Linked DNA regions of Drosophila melanogaster: regions 1 and 3 are each linked to region 2. A link is a contact called in public Hi-C data. All regions are on one chromosome and are shown on one strand. The core of a region is the stretch at or near the end of the contact, and the rest is flanking DNA. Distances in the headings are between cores, read along the strand shown.

Region 1 (3,712 bases), core at 1,173-3,672, 110 kb before region 2:
ATTCCTCATAAAGTATATATATTTGTTTTGCTGATCGACCTCTGTGATCGAGGCCCCACTGTTGCGTGTGTGCCAGTCCATGTCCATGTCCATGTCCATTTCCATGTCCAAGTGCGTGCCCCGTTTTGCAACGCCTGCAGATGTGGATATATGTGGCCATATATGTATGTATGTTTGTGGCCATCTGTGGATATATGTATGTGTCTATATGGCGAGTACGAAATTCGTCATGGTTGTTGTTGCTGCGTTGCTGCTGTTGCATGCCTCTCCTGCGGCAACAACAGTGTGGCATTGTTTTGCATTAAATGCTATCTACGTTGCCGTGTCCACCACCCCTCAAGTGGCCCCCTTTTGGACCCCGGCCCCCCTTTCCCAGACGAACATTTTCATTGTTCGTGGTCGTGTTTTCGGTCGTAGGTGTGAATGCGCGCACATGTGTCGAACAAAAGGCACTGCTGACTGGCCAGCCAGCCATCTAACCAACCACCCAGGCCCCTTCCACATGCACATCCACATCCGCATCCCCATCCATGTCCATGTGTGCATGTTCCTGGGATGTGCATGTCCTGGGCATCAATACTGTGCTGTCCCGATATTAGCCACGCATATTAACTTGGCCGACAAGAGAGTGCGATTAAAGACGCTGCCGCACAGATGAGCTCCCTGCTAATGGTCATTCACTTCACAAATATATTTAAGAATAAACACAATATTTATAGGGTGTTATTAGTTAGAGGAATTTAAATGCATCTTTGAGTTACTTAGCTTGTTTACATTGCAAGTTGAATTACTCGGAAGAGCCAATTAGAGGGATGTTATCTTAGGACCAATAAAGTTAGTGAGATCTACCGATTTTTGCAAATGCAGACATTACTTACTTATCTCTTTTTCAGATCAAATCAATGTAGAATACCCTGTAAATGGGTCAAGAGAAGTCACCGCATTATAGCAACCTGTTCCAAAGCTAAACACACAGTTTTGTTTAATTTTTTATTTTATATATATTTTTTTCTCATCAAATGTTTCTTTCATTTCCGTTTTTTGTTTGTTGCTCTTCATCGTCATGCTTTTTATGTTTTAGGTTTTGTTAACAATTTGTGTTTATTTATTATTGATTTTTCCTCCTTTGCCGCGCGCTTATTCCTATGTGAATTTCTCGGGCGCCTTTCCTTGCAATTTTCACATTCCTTTTTAGCCTTTATTATATTTCTTTACTTTTCTTTTGCTGCCGTTTCGTTTGCACATTTCATTTTTAATCGCTTGATGAATATAAGGATTTAGTTGTCTGTTTTGTGGTTGTTGTTGTTTCTGTTCTTTAATAAACTTACTCATTATGCTAACACTAAATACTTTTTACAATAATAATAATAATTCGCATCGTCATAATAATAATCAAAATTGTTAGCTGGGGGATTTTTGTCTCGTTTTTTTTCGCTGCTATATCATTATAATTGGAAAATTTATATATTTATGCTCATATACCTTTTATATATACGTGTAATTTTGTTTAGGTGTCATCCTTTTCTAGGTTTACATTTAGTTTTAGCATTTCTGCTGCTTCCTCCTCCCATTCGTCTCATTTTTTTTATCCATTTGTTTATAATAAATTACGTTCGCTTAAGTTCTAAGACCACAAAAAAAAAAAAAAAGTTTAGTTTAGTTTGCTATGTGTTTCTTTTTTCTTTTCTTTTTTTTTGCCGTGTACGTGTGTGCTGCCGTATGTAGCTCTTGTATATATAATATCTGGTTTATGTAGACTTAGGAGCTAGTACATGCCTAGTTACGTTTATGTTGTTAGACAACGATTATAATATATATCCATATGTTACGTGTAATAATATAAAAAAAAAAAAACGTTTTTCGTCAAAAAATGCAGGCAAAAATAAACAAATTTTAGATATACGAATAAAATGTGCTAATTTACAAAAAAAAAAATCTCTTTATGCAGATCCTTTTTTTAAGACTACAGTTTTTCATTTTGTTTTTATACACTGATACACATAAATAGTATTTTTGTTTTAATTACAGACAAGACGTTTAGTGTTTGGGTTTAATTTAATTTTTTTAGAGCTTTTCTTTTGTGTTTTTTATGTTTTTGTTTGTTAAAAAAAATTGTTTACTATGTGCAGCGCCCATTATTTGATTTTTATACATTTAAGAGAGATTTCCTTTGTCTATTTGTTTTTTTTTTTGTGTTTTTTGTTTTATAATTTACAAATATTTTGGCGCCGAATTGAAATACAAAAAAATAGCACAGTTTTAATAATAATAATAATAATAAAAGTATAACAAAAACAAAACGTAGCAGAGGGGGTGGGGCTTAGCCTTTGGCCAGAACGAGACGGCACTACATCTGACTCTCCTTCCCTCTCATTTACTCTTCCACTCGCGCCGCTCTCTCTCGCTCTCGCTCTCGCTCTCTGCCGAAGAGCAGCAGCCGCGTTGCCAACTGTTTCGTATATTACCAAACGAGCCCTTCATTTTGCATATTCTGCGGTTCGCTGAAATTCGCCGAGCTCATGAACTCCGGCGAATTGGTGCGGGGGCCATTTTGTTGCTGCTGCTGCTGCGTCTGATTCGCCGCTTGTTGCGCATTCTGCTGTTGCTGCTGCTGCTGTTGTTGCTGCTGCTGCTGCTGCTGTTGCGCCGCCTGTTGCTGCGCCGCTGCCGCTGCGGCGGCCATCAAGTGCTCGGCGCTCGGCGGCGGCGGCGGTGGCGGCGGTCCGACGGCCGACTGCAGTTGCATTGGCGGACCGCCCGCCTGCCCAAGGAACGTCGCCTCCGGCGTCAGTCCGAACTCGTTCACCATCGGAATGGGTCCGCTGTGGTCCATGGGGCCACCTAAGATTTTGGAAGAGAGTTGCTGGTTAGTTTCATTTTTTTTATGATTTTCAAAAGGGGCTAGTTTCTAGGATACCCCAAATACGACTACTTTTTGATGGCAAAGCAATTTCAGTTCAATTTCAATTCTTCTATATGTATATTGCCATAATTGAAGTAGTCCCTTCTAAGATACAATTATCATCTTTAAATTTTTGTAAACTAGTTAAAAATAATGATAACATCACAATATTTTCAGTAATTACTTTCCATCTACTGAGACTTTATTTCTTTGCTTTTTTTTTTCTCACCTGGCGCATTGAAGGGCATCGGTCCGCCGGGATGTCCGGGAAAGTAGGGTCCGTCGTGCGGGTGAAAGGGTCCGCCGTAGCCGAACTCGAACTTGGCGTCCGCCGCGAAGTAGGGAAAGCCGGGTCCGTCGTCCAGTCCGCCGGGCGAGAGGTTCATGGGGAAGCCCCTCATTTTCCGGGCGCCACCGAAAAAGGGCGGGCGGCCCATGCTGGTGATTTGTTTCATGCGTCGCTCCTTCGACCGTTTATTCTGGAACCACACCTGGAAATGAATTGAGTGGAAGTAGATACAAGTTTAGTTTAAGGCTTTCAAAATGTACGAATTATTAAATAAACTATTTGGAATGAACACTTGTACTGCATCTAGGTAATCCCACCCTACGAGTTTTTAGGACAACCTATTTGGTTTCTTTGTGGATCCGGTTGCGATGTCTCGATGCATCGCTTTATGGAGGCGCATGCCTAATTGTTGCTGCCCCGCGATTCTTGTGGCCCTATAGATTCTGATTCTGCTGGTGGCTGGCTGTGGCCTTTTTTGCATTGATGCTACCGCCGCACCGGGCGGCCGTCGCAAAATTAGC
Region 2 (3,216 bases), core at 72-2,571:
ATCTTCACCGACTGCCGCATTCCCATCACACGACAGCCCAGCGATTCGCCATCGCCCACACTGAACCCACACATCCACATCCACATCCACAGCCAAGATCACATCCACAACCACGAGTTTAAATATCTTAAATGCCTCGAGAAGCTCACTCGATGGCTTCGCGGAAATTCTGCTTTGAAAAGTGCCGCCTAGCCAGGCTGTCACCATCGATAAAGTTGGAAAAGCTGCCTGGCGAAGTGGAAAAATATTGTGAAAATTCTAGTAGCTAACGGTTGCGCCTCTTACAAAATATGAATTCCTCGTACAAAAAAAACTGACTACAACTAACCTTTTTGGCAGATTGGGCATCCTGCCGCCGATTCCCATGAACGGTAGCAACGAGAAGCGCCACGAATCGAATGGCAAGTCCTCGTCGTCCGGCGGAACAGGTCCGGGATCGCACCATCATCACCAACTGCAGTCACAAACATCGGGTGGTTATCGTGAGGGTCGCCGCCACGAGACCTCATCTCCGAAGAGATTCAGCAGCTCGTTGGGCAGCGATACGGGCAACAGCACCCGGGAATCGGAGTGCAGCGAAGAGCACGGCCTGGTTGCTGGTGGCTCCTCGCCCGTTTCCCGATCGCCGCCGCACGGCAATTCCAAGTCCCATCCGCATGCCCATCCACATCATCCGCCACATTCGCTGCACCATCCGCCGTTGACGCCGCAGCAGAATAGCGACCTCTTCGATTCCCTGGCCGCCGAGCTGAGGGCCAAGTTGAATGGTAATGGGCCGCCATTGCTGCTACCGCCAAGGGATTACGATACGGTGCACCGATCCAAGGGCAACCTGACGGCCATCGAGTTGCGACGCTGTCGGAACGCACTAATTGTGGGCGGATCGCCGAAGAGTCAGGTGCCGGGTGTCGCCAATGTGGCCGGCGGAGCGGCGGCCAACGCCAATGGCAAGCAGGTTTCCTCGCGCGGATCATCGGGCATTGGATCCGATCTGGCACCAAGTCCCGAGCGTCAGGAGCTCAACAGTTCCAGTGGTAAGTGGCTATTAACTAACAATATGATATATAGTATTCTATAGAAGTTCCAACTAACTTAACTCCAGATGACGAGCACTGGTCGAACGAGGCGGACAACTCGGTTATTGCTCTGAAGCCGTCACAAATCGCATTGCCCCATCACGCGCAACTCAAGCGAAAGAGCGCCGTCCAGCCGCCGGAGGATAGCTATCTGCGGGATCTGCCAGCCAAACCATATCAGCCGCGTCCCAGCGAAAGGGAATTGGAGCGAGAGCGGGAGCTGGAGAGGAACAGGGAGCGTGAACGGGAGAGGGAGCGAGATCGAGATCGAGAGCGAGAGCGAGAGCTCGAGAGGAACAGAGAACGGGAGCGGGAACGTGACCGTGAGCGCGACCGGGATCGAGAACGAGAACGAGATCGCGAACGTACCAAGACTCCGGCATCCATTTCGAACAAGTCGTGGAGCCGCGAGGATGAGATCAAGCCGATCATAATGCGTCCGGCCGACTACGATGCCAAGTTCAATCGGGTGATGCAGCAGGAGCAGCAGCAAGCCGCCGTCAATCATCAGCCGGCCAAATTGAGGGACACGGATAAGTACAACGAGATCAATCGTCTGCTGAACAAAAAGTTGGCCCACGAGCCAACGAGGGATCGAAAGTCACGCTCTCGTCTGGATGACAACCACGATGATTTCGATGACTCGGATCCGGGCAGTGAGTCACTGCCATTGCATCACCAACAGACGCAGGGCCCACCAGTGCATCACCATCAACGCAAGGAGAATCTCACCGACAAGCAAAAGTTCATGGAGTATACCAGCAAGAAGCAGCAGCTGCTCAAAAATTACGGTGCTGGCGAGGATCAGCGCTATCGCCAGCGCTATGTGGAGTCAACGACGGAGCATCTGCCCCCCTTCGATCATCCCACCGGTGGTGGAGTGACCACATCCACGGGTGGCTCGGCGGGTCACAACAAATACGCTGCCGTGCACAGGGGCACGGATCTGGGACAAAGGACCACGGAACGTCGACATGACAGGGATCGAGGTGACAGAGATCATCCCAGGGATGCGGAACGCGAGCGGCGAAGGGATCACGAACGCGACAGGGAGCATTCCCGTGATCGCAATCCATACAGGGAGGCCGAGAGTCTGCCCTATATACAGAGCATGGAGAAGATGATGAAGTCGACGGGCATGCGTTACGCAGAAGCTACTCCCAAGACCAGGGAACGGGAACGGGAGAGGGAGCGAGATCGTGACCGGGACTACAGGGAGCCACCGGTCACGCAGAGTTCACAGCGTGATCGCTTCCACGATGCCAAGGACAAGTTTCGGGCCATGGAACAGCGTCCGGCGGTAAATCGCTATCCGGACGTGGATGAGCGCGACACACCGCACCGGGATCCGTATCGGTCGTCATCGCGCCGGCGTCGCGGTTCCGTCGAGCCACCCAGCACGTACGAGCAGTGGAGCGAGGAGGAGGAACCGCCGGTGGTGATCAGCGAAAAGTCCAATCCACGTGACCTAAACCGATCCCGAGCCAGATCGCGCGGCGAATGGGAACCGGAGCCACCCAGGCACTTGGAGCGCAGCGTGCGTGACAGAGAGCGGGATAGAGATCGGGACTACAATCGAGATCAGTCCCGAGATCCCTATCGGCATGAGAGGGAGCGTGAAAGACCCGGTGGACGCGCCCACTCACGCGAATTCCTGCAGAGCGTGGAAACCAAGAATCCATCGACAACGGGTTCGGGTCGCGGCCACATGGAGCGATATCCCTCACCAGCAGCCACGCCCATACAATCTGTTGATGTAGGCGGAAGTGGTGGTGGTGGTGGTGGTGGTGGTGGCAGCGGTGCTTCTTCCGGTGGCAATTCGGGCAAGCCACTAACCCAAATGGCCAAGGGCTATAGGCACAGCTATGCGGAGCCCGTTTTCGCCCGGACCGGCGGAAGAGTTGGTCTGGCGGCAGTTAATCCCTATTGAGTAGGATCCGGAACTTAGCCATTAAGTGTGGTTCTTGCTCTTGGAATCAGAGCAGCCCTGACCAAAAGTGAAAACCGTGCAACGAAGTCCAAACTAATCGAATGGGTGGAGAACAAATGTCGCAAAAAATCTCCAGGGATTTGAAAAGAAAATTTATTTTGTTTTTTGTTTAGAATCCAAATGCATACTTTTGAGATTTACAAAAAATAT
Region 3 (3,402 bases), core at 389-2,888, 130 kb after region 2:
ATAAAATTTCCCTAACAGTCATTAAGTGCAACAAAAACACACTTCTCGTCTTGTCTTCTTTCTTTTTTTTCTTTTTTTTTTTTTTTGTGGCAGCGACAAATGGCAGCAAATTATGATGCTGCTTCCAAGTTATTCTGACAAAAGGAAGAAGATCCAAAACCCAAACCCAAACCCAAAGAAAATTGGAAACCCTTACCCCATCAAGCGTAAACTCTTCTCCATTTTAACCAATTTTTCGTTTCGTTCTTGGTTTCCTTTTTTTTTTTCCTTCCTTTCCCTGCTGCCAACAATTAATTGAAATTAACATATTTTTCTTCTTTTTATTTTAGACAACTTCCCAAACCCCTCATTCCTTGACCGCAGATCCACGCCTGACTAACTCAATTTCCACGAGTTTTACTCCGCCGGAAAAATTAAAATGCCGCGGATTAATTTTCAGCGTCTGGGCGAGGAAAATACGAAAAAAAAAAAAATGGGGGAAGTCAGCCACTCGGACCAATTAAATTCTTGCCAAAAGTTCACAAATTGCTTTATTTCAATAAATTACGAAATTTTACTAGTATCCATTTTCGCTTTCGAGTTGGAAAGGTGAAGAACTTTCTAATTTTCTCGGCGAAAATTTTGATGTATGTTTCACTTAAGAGCAGTTTAATTTTTTTTTTTTTTTAAACATTTAAAAGGGGGAAAGTCCGAATTAATTTCAGCAAATTGTTTATGGGGCCTGTAAGTGAAGCGCTCTCATTTTTGTGGCACCTTTAATGAGCCAGACTAAAATGCAGGGGCACACAGCCAAAGGGGGGGGGGTGGGGGTATATCCCCAATTCCCAGCCGAAGTGAAGTGAATCCCGAGGATATGGCGTTCGGTTTGCTCGGTCACATAATAAGGAAATTCCTCATACGCCACCGAATCCCCAGTTGCTCCACTTGCAGCGCTTTGAAATGCTGTACATATTATATATATGTGTAATATATATATATTTCATATTGTTGTTGTGGCTCCTTGTCGGGCTGTGCCTTTATGAAAAATTATACAAAACTTTTTACTTAGTGCCACGCGGGCTCTGAACAATTACGAGGCCATCAGGGAAGTGGATGGCAGGGCAAACGGCAAAGGGCAGCGGCGTCAAGTCAAGGGGTCGGCAAATAAATAACGTGTTTGTAATAATCCAGTCTCTCTCACTCTCTATATATATATACATATAAATATATAAATATACGTGTGTATATAATTGATTTGGCCCCTTAAACGATGCAGTAAGTTAAGGGGGAAAATGTGTGCGAATGTGGGGCTGGTCAATTGAAAATGGTTTCCCATTCGAATTGCTGGCTTATCGCTGCCAAGCACAATCTGTCAGTTCTCGACTAATTAACTGAGTGGCGAACAATGTCCAAGATTTATGGGCATTTTACTTGGCCGGAAATTTACTTAATTACAAAGTATTCACCCTTAACTAAAGTGGCATAAATCAGGGCAATTGTTGAAGAAACTTTGCTTGTGGTCGGTACATTCTCTAAAAGTTTTGGTTTCTTAAACTTCTGCGCAAAGGGAATTTAAAAGCTATGCCATTGTTGTGACTTTAATGGGTTAACGGCTTAATCGTTTTTTGTAGCAAGACTATTGTTTTGAAAAATGCCGAAAAGTAGGCAATCGCAATCGAATCAATCTCAGTACGGAAATAGGCTATGCACCTATGAATGCACCTGCTTTTCCTGCATTTTCCAATTAAATCTGGATAACTCGTCGAAGGTCAGATGCCCCGGCAGTTTTTCTAATTACGCACTCTAACAAATTCTTTGCGACTCACAATACCATTCCATGCTGTCACCTGGCAAACTTTCGGCATTTCTATGGAATTCAATTTCAAAGCTATATCATTTTCATTTAATTTCACGCTTTCAATTTGCGACCCACACAAACAGGAGCGTTTGGAGAAAAGAAAACGAAGGGGTGGGGGGTTTTGGTTGGAAAGGATCGCTCTTTGTCCGGCCGCATCCCTTTTTTTTAGCTCACACTCGCATTCGTGTTCGCATTTGAGACCCCACCATCAGTTTCGCCCATGGTGACCCCCTTTTTCATCGAGTGGTGACCCCGCGCCACCAGAGGACTCGCGGCACATGCCAAAGGTATGCCATAATGGATTCTTTTTTTTTTTTTTTTTTGCCGTTGTTTTTCTTTAGCCACCTATTGTCTGTAAAACGAAACCGCCTCTCGCCCCATTTCCCCTCAGTCTCATCCATTTTCCAGCCCGGAATCAAACCGAACCGTAGCGAACCGCATCGCCCGTCAATTTAGCACTTTCAACTAAACACACACGTGCACCTGTATGTTTTTCGAATGGATTGAAAGGGAATAGAAAGCAAAGCAGGAGGCAAAAGAAAAAAGTTTTAAAATACAACAAAAGAAGGGCGGGTAAACTGCACATCGCTTCAAACGGCAAACAAGAATATCCATGACCAGGTCAAAAGGCAACACGCATCACGACCACGAATCTGATTGCCCTCGCGGCATTTGCGTTTAATATTTCATATACCTATCACATTCTACATATTTCTAAAAGAAAAAACCAAATTTCTTAGTGTTATTTTTAATTATTAATCACTATTTTTTTAATTTACCTATTTTTCCATTTCAATTATGCGTAAGGGAATTACCTTAGCACAACATTTTTATGGAAACGATGACAAAGGTCGTCAATGGTTTTGGCCCCTGCATTTTTCAGCCATGCAACTGGCAGCAGTTTTCAAAAATACTTCAAACAAACAATTTTAGCACCGATGGCGATAAAAGGATTTTTCAATTTGCGAAAACCTTCGATGCGAGGGCTTTTGTGTGCGAGTGCGAGTGAGTGTGTGCTTGTGCGTTTGTTTGGGACTCACGAAATTGGTCAGCAAAAATTTGTTTGGCGTGTAAATTGAGCTTTTTTTTTTGCAGCCATTGTTTAAGTTTCGTGGGGGAAAGGAAAACTGCGGAAAATGCTTTTTAATCATTTAACTAACGTAATCAATTCTCCCATTTCTCTCTCTCTCTCTCTCTTGCTCTTTTCTCGGTCCTTTGCAAATTGCAATTCACAGCGCGAAACTTTTGATTAATTAAAAGTAAAACAAAAAAAAAAAAAACCCAGAGAGCCGACCAAGAACTGGCTTCTGGTGTCCAACAAACGGCCACAGGAATCGACAAGAAACAACAACAACCACAACGAGAGTCCTGAACTCAGCCGCAAAAAGAAAAAAAAACTTTCCTACAGGAAACTAAACAAACCGGAAATAAAATAAAAAAGGAAATAGGAAAAGGAATTTAACTTTAACAGAAAATCAACATCGAAATGGAATTGGCCATCAGAATTGTCAATCCGCAGTTAGCTCGCTACAAAAACAACTACAACAGCAATACCAGCAACATTC

Evidence for each region. A called contact is a pair of places that touch in the nucleus more often than the background predicts.
Region 1: a Hi-C map of the Kc167 cell line shows a contact between it and region 2, with 2.0 times the contacts expected there. The contact joins two enhancer-like sites. A contact is called at or near these places in 6 of 107 Hi-C or Micro-C datasets (the D17-c3 cell line, the Kc167 cell line, cellular blastoderm embryo and 2 more) and 1 of 6 datasets of contacts at active chromatin or transcription factors (the Kc167 cell line).
Region 3: a Hi-C map of the Kc167 cell line shows a contact between it and region 2, with 2.2 times the contacts expected there. The contact joins two enhancer-like sites. A contact is called at or near these places in 2 of 107 Hi-C or Micro-C datasets (the Kc167 cell line and embryo).

What each region holds. Positions count from the first base shown.
Region 1 is chrX:8,755,564-8,759,275 of dm6, forward strand. Lim1 (LIM homeobox 1) reads right to left here. Exons shown (of 7, transcript NM_132277.3): 6 at 3,132-3,393; 7 at 1,697-2,841. The coding sequence ends at 2,462. Among named protein-coding and RNA genes, the nearest start is that of lncRNA:CR43297, 33 kb to the left of the region's middle. Within about 2 kb of position 2,423, at least 35 of the 39 cell types and tissues checked have an H3K27ac peak or open chromatin away from gene starts, as enhancers often do. A contact at or near this core is called in the Kc167 cell line and cellular blastoderm embryo, where this site is marked.
Region 2 is chrX:8,868,875-8,872,090 of dm6, forward strand. It overlaps CG12075, which reads left to right. Exons shown (of 5, transcript NM_001258653.1): 4 at 340-1,034; 5 at 1,103-3,216. The coding sequence ends at 3,006. Among named protein-coding and RNA genes, the nearest start is that of Moe, 28 kb to the right of the region's middle. Within about 2 kb of position 1,322, at least 17 of the 39 cell types and tissues checked have an H3K27ac peak or open chromatin away from gene starts, as enhancers often do. A contact at or near this core is called in the Kc167 cell line and cellular blastoderm embryo, where this site is marked.
Region 3 is chrX:8,996,308-8,999,709 of dm6, forward strand. All of the region lies in intron 3 of rdgA (retinal degeneration A), which reads left to right. All of the region lies in intron 2 of lncRNA:CR43836 (long non-coding RNA:CR43836), which reads right to left. Among named protein-coding and RNA genes, the nearest start is that of mir-31b, 4.6 kb to the left of the region's middle. Within about 2 kb of position 1,639, at least 6 of the 39 cell types and tissues checked have an H3K27ac peak or open chromatin away from gene starts, as enhancers often do. A contact at or near this core is called in the Kc167 cell line, where this site is marked.